2 separate regions of the Mus musculus genome follow, and region 1 is linked to region 2. Evidence: chromatin contacts called from public Hi-C data. All regions are on one chromosome and are shown on one strand. Each heading gives the region's core, a stretch centred on a gene start, on an enhancer-like site or on the middle of the called end of the contact. The rest is flanking DNA. Distances are from core to core; before and after follow the strand shown. Region 1 has its middle 88 kb from the start of Gm12022. Region 2 has its middle 15 kb from the start of Gm31505.

Region 1 (2,758 bases), core at 188-2,687, 570 kb after region 2:
GCACTGACCTTGGAGGGGTTGGGTCTTGAATGTTACGGTGACCTCCTGAGCCTAGTTATGGCTTCCAAGGGAATTACAAAGTTAAGAGCTGACTGACTTGGCTTTTCATTGGTGATAGACAAGTTCCTTTCTTGACCGTTTTGACTAGAGTCTTGAGCCAGTCATATTCAACAAGATAAGGACAATTTCTTAGTTGGCTCAGACAACTGTGACACAGCAGAAACATAGGAAACTTCATAAGGAGTGGAAGGAAGAGACAGGAAAAGTCACTCTCCTCTTCTCACACTTTCCATACCGTTCTATGCCTATATTGCCTTCATATCACAAATCAGCAAAGGACCTTTGATCACAAAGGTCTGAGAAGTAATGGGACAGAAAGCCTCTTAAGGAGTAGGATCATTACCAGATGTGACAAGAACCCAGTTATGGCCTCAATCCTCTCGTCTCTATGAGGCCACAGAGGACCTGTGGGAGAAAGTGTTTTAATTATTTGACAAGAGCTGTCTGAAAGAGTAGTTTCTAAAACAAGTGTGAAAAACATACTTAAGGAGCAAGATGCTGTGCAATCTTTAAAAATGAATTATCTCCTAAACAGTCTGGTGGTAGATGAACATAATTGTTCCCCAGTGATTCATAGAACCAGAGTGGTTTGCAGACTCTAAGCCCCCACTGCTTGGATTCACTCCTGCCTCTAGCACTCACTTACAAAGATGTTGGGGGTAGGCAACTCTGTTCACATCATGTTCTTCACCTATAAGGAAAATATATTCCTCATAGGGTTAAAGTTTGGAAATATAAATTATTAGAAAGCATTGCACATGCTGAACACTCATTAAAAACTTTAATTCAATGTAACATTCTGCCTTGATGTAAAATCCCCAGGCCAGAAACCGAAGATGGCAATAATTTCTTCCTTAAAGTTTTATTATTCATAAATAACTGTAAGAACCAGACTCTAGAATTTCTTCAAGCGTCTTCCTACCAAACTACCCGAGGTTCTCCAGAAACACATTCTGCTTCTGAGAAACAAGGCCTGGGTATTGGGATGGAGCATGCTGTTGCTTTATACCATAGTGTGCTTGTGTTAATGACTATTTTTATTAGCCTGGCATTGGTGACAATCAAAGAATTAAAGGAGCAAAGAGCTAGTAGCTCCTAGCCCAACGGGCACCACAGATGCTGTACACAAACCAATATAAAAGGCACAAACTTTATACTCTGTTCTTTTCTCTCAGGCTTTCTCTATATGCTGAGCTATCCCCAGACAAAGGAGAGAACTGCTCTGTGGAAAATGATGGTCTCCACAGTGCTTCCGACAGAATGCATTCATTTTCCTGGAATGGAGTGCCAACTAGGCCCAGCCACCTTCTGCTCCTAGAGAATGATTGCCTCAGCCCAGTTCTTAAGAGACCAGCAGTGAGTCCATGTTCAGTGGGGCCTGGGCTGAGCTCTTGCAGCCTTCCCCCAGCCCTGGAAACCTTGGCAGGCATCAGTTCTGAGCCTGCATGTCCCCACCGATGTGGAAATTGTCATGTGTTACGATGCTTTAAGGGTATTGTTGAAGCTTTCATCGAAGTATAGCAGGCTCCCACCTCATGCTAAGTAAAGCAGCTGGTAAATGTTGCGCTGTGGCTGCAGATGGATTGGTGGTGGCAGGCCCAGAGCTCACCACCTCTACTTAAACAGGTGTTTGACTCTGTATTTTCCAGGTGGCCAGAAGGAGCCTGATTATTCAGCGAGAGTAGAAGCCATGCGGGATAGGAATAGCTCTCCAGCATTGGCAAGAGGGAGCAGCCAGCCACTTGGCTTTAATCCATCTGTTCACAAGACATGATCTTAAAGCCAGAACTTTTCCACTGGAGACTTCCTACTTTGAATTTTAATGGTCAGGTCAGCAAGGGCATTGTGGCGCCAACTCCCATGCTTTGTCAAGAGCTGCCTTGTTGCCTGGGGAAAGGGGGTTGGCTAACTAAGTTACAAGAGTCAGAGGCCATTGGAGTTTCCAGCCAGGGTATTGCTGCTTCATCAGCCCAGCTGCCAGGTGGAACATGAGAAGATAAAGTTGCCACGGCATGTTATATTTCTCCACGGCCATGGATCTACCTTTAAGAGGGAGATCCTCTGTAGTCACTGGGAAATGACAGGCAGCATCAACAGCTAGCCACAAAATCACAATGCAAAAATAAACAGATGTTCACTGGAAGGCATACAAGCATCTTTTAGCAGCAAAAAGATTCACAAATAAGTTTTCAAGGCAATCAGGGTAAGGGAGATTGGAACCACCTGTCTATTTAAGGGATTCCTGAGATGAGCTCAAACCAGTCTGAGACACTCAGAACATCTTAATTGAAAAACATTAAGAGAAAATAGCACACTGGCAAGAGGAAACATACTTAAGTGTAGAAATAAGCTAACATCAAAAAGTCCCTGGCAAGGATTCTCAAGCAAGAAGAAGCTTGAGAAAGCCAGTTCATTTTCTTCACAGCTCAGGGTCTACAAATCTCAGGGGAACCCCTGAGCATAAAGGAGTACAGGACCTCCACATTCATATACAGAATGGGTGGGTGAGCAAGGGATACACAGCTCTCAAGTCCTTTCCAATGGCTTGGAGTAAGATGAGTAAATCTGTCATGACTTATAAATGGGAGAGAAGAGTGGGGACAGGCCTTCTCATGGGGCCACCTGCCCCAAAACTGGTGCTGTGGGTGCCCCTGCCTTTCCCTGGCTCCTGTGACACAGCAGACTGGAGGGGACAGGA
Region 2 (3,111 bases), core at 418-2,917:
CATGAAATCATCTGGGACTATTAGCTAATAGAAGCACCATTCAGATTTAACTGAAAGCACGGCCCTCTTAATAGGCAAGCTCTGTTTCCACTTATTTGACTATTTGTAATATTCTCTGAAAGTGTTATAAATGTAAACACTCTCATCAAAAGTACCATTTTTCTAGATTGAAATGTCATTGATACCTAAGGCAGAGTGAGACAGTCTGGACTAACTTCATCATCTCTGCATGTTTACCTTGAAGAAAAGCACACTCAGGCACACCAGAGCAAAAATGAAAATTTTTTTAGTGATGACAATAGAAGTGCACATGAATTGGGTACGTGTTCACTTTAATCAACAGCGAGGGTTTCACAGTGTTTTATTTTCCATTTATTTTTGGAACAGAATTATGTTCACTTATTAAAGAAGTGTGCATCTGAGGGAGATCTTTTCTAAGGCAATGATTTAAAACGTGGAACAATGTATGCCTACCAAAATATTGTCTTGATGACATTTGTAACACCAAAACTAGAAGGTTTTTAATCATCCTGTTAATTTTAATTTAATTTTAATTAACAGGAGCATGGTTAGAAAAGGAAGATAGTGGGCTTGGCCCAGTGGGCAAACTCCTTGGTCTGAAGCATGGGGGCACAAGTTCAGATCTCTAATTCTCACGACTGTAGAGTGGTGTGTGCCTGTAATCCTAGTGCTTAAGGGTTGAGAAAGAGAAAAATCCAGAAGACCCTGCCTAACAAAACTCAGTAGAAAAGACTTCCCACTGGCAACCTCATGGTATCCACATATACCACACGGCATGCACACATGCCTATAGCAAACTCAAGCATCCACGTGCACACACGCACACAATTTAAAAAAAAATAACATTCATTTGATGGAAAATTATGCTGTCAATAAAAATGATGGGTTTATATCAAAAATGTGGGAAATAAATGGCAAGATATGAAGTGGGAGAAAAATCAGAATAGAAGATTAAGTTGTAAGATGATTACAATAAGCTTGTGATGTGCAAATAATAAAAAAAACTTAAAGAGCGCATACAAGTCTGCTTGTCATCATATTAAGGACCAAAATTGATTTTTTACCCATTTTCAAGCTTCTATTATCATACCAAAGTACTTAAAATGCATTTTAAAATGATTAAATCGTTAAGAAAATCAAGAGTTAACTTATATTTTTATCTTAAACATCAGTTATTACAGACTTTTGAGGTAAGTTAGACAATTTCCAAATTCCCACTTCAAAAAAAAAAAAGTTAAACTCTAAAGACGTTATCCGTGTCAAACCTAATACAAATACATTCTATTTAAAAACGACTTAAGTAAACACATTTCTGTACATGATATCAAACTCAATCCCAAAGCATTTTCACCTAGCCATTGTCAACCCCCCCTCCCCCCAGCAGCCTTTTCTACAGAGGAAACAAAGGGCGCATATCAAAACCACCACAAACTCCTTTCATTTCGCTGAGAAGTTTGAGACACACTTTCATGTGAATTTTGGCCTCTGTACAGCACCACTGTGCATCGTTTTCATCTGAGACTTGAACATATTGGGGAAACTAGAATCCTCCTTTCTTTTATCCTGTCATTTCCCAACCCTCCCCCACCACTGCCAGTGATGGGCATATGGCAGGCGCCCTCCACGGAATCTCAAACAACAGGAGGGACCTGATTTCAATTCCTACATCCTGTCATCAGTGACTCGTGGGATATTTTGTTCTTGCAAGGCTAAGGATGTGATTCGAATTTGCCATACGGACAGAGCTTAGCGGGGTGCCACTTTTACCACTGGAACCCTCCTCCATCAGTTAATTAAACATGATACAAACCACCACGTGCATTTGTAAAGTAAGATTAATACGGTTAAGTCAGAGCAAATGAGGAATCCCCCATATTGGAAGATCACACTTCCCGAAACTCAATACTTTTAAGTAGCCTTCGTCAGTTTAATCCCTCAGACTGCTTTGTGCAACTTGAAACCCGGAGCTGTCATCTTTAGCCAAAAATACAGCATAACTTCCTTAGCTTTTACCCTATTGTTGAAATCAGCATTCACAAACCTTTCAGCGGCCTACAGTGCAGCTCCTGACCGCCTGCAACACCGGAAACACATTTAATAAATATTTCATTTTGTTTTAACATGAAGACTTCCCCATCTTTTTTTCCCCCTCCTTTCCTGGGGAGCTCCAGGCTACCCCCAAGCTGTGCACTCCATCACCGTGGTCAGTTAGGTTTATAGCCTTAATAAAAGGATTTTCCCCTCCACGTGCTAGGGAGCCTTGTTAAAGCAGGGCAATTACAGAGACACAAGATAGGTGCTCTGCAAAGATCAAAGCTCACCTAAAGAAAGCTCTGTAGGAATTCAGAGCTTTCTTTGAAAAGTGCTCAGTTTACAAAGTAGAGAGGCATTAAACCCCAGGAATTACAAAGAAAAAAAAAAGCCCAGTTTTGAATAATGTTAAAGTCTGACAGTAGTTAATATGTGATCTCCTTTAGCCACTCTGTGAGTATTCTTCCTAATATCTATTCACAGCATAGCAATAATAGCTCCAAAGGAACCATTATACTCCAAAGACATACACACGGATGGATCCTTAATATCAAATGCATTACCTCCTCAGTAGGTACATTTTAATCTCCATATCCTAGCTCAGGGGAAGGGTAAGAAAATAGCCTGTACATTTCTGCAGAAGAAAACCAATGCAGTCAACCCAGGTCTGGAGGTTGGTGTCAGACAGTGGGATTCGCCAGCTTTATATTCCACACTGAAGGAGTGTGGACGGTCTGCCTTGAGCTGGACTATGTCTAATTGGCACCTACCACTTCACCAAGAAAACTTACCTAACTATTCCTGGGAGTTGGAGCAGCCAAGCTTAAGCAATGTAACATTTCTTCTACCTCAGGAGACTACATCATTCTTCCTGAACACACACACACACACACACACACACACACACACACACACACAGACACACACACAGACACACACACACACAGCATGCACACGCATAAATGACTACATGTATTAGTTGTCAGTTTTGCTTCAGAATAACATTGATGAACCTTGGAGTTGTTCACTGTTTGCCCCACCGTAAGGTTGTAGGAATAT

What was found. A called contact is a pair of places that touch in the nucleus more often than the background predicts.
Region 1: a contact with region 2 is called in a Hi-C map of cerebellum, with 4 times the contacts expected there. The contact joins two enhancer-like sites. A contact is called at or near these places in 3 of 484 Hi-C or Micro-C datasets (cerebellar granule neurons and cerebellum) and 1 of 115 datasets of contacts at active chromatin or transcription factors (stem cell-derived neural progenitor cells).

The regions. Positions count from the first base shown.
Region 1 is chr11:18,579,809-18,582,566 of GRCm38.p6, forward strand. No RefSeq gene overlaps it. Among named protein-coding and RNA genes, the nearest start is that of Gm12022, 88 kb to the left of the region's middle. Within about 2 kb of position 1,438, at least 25 of the 459 cell types and tissues checked have an H3K27ac peak or open chromatin away from gene starts, as enhancers often do. A contact at or near this core is called in cerebellum, where this site is marked.
Region 2 is chr11:18,013,149-18,016,259 of GRCm38.p6, forward strand. No RefSeq gene overlaps it. Among named protein-coding and RNA genes, the nearest start is that of Gm31505, 15 kb to the left of the region's middle. Within about 2 kb of position 1,668, at least 6 of the 459 cell types and tissues checked have an H3K27ac peak or open chromatin away from gene starts, as enhancers often do. A contact at or near this core is called in cerebellum, where this site is marked.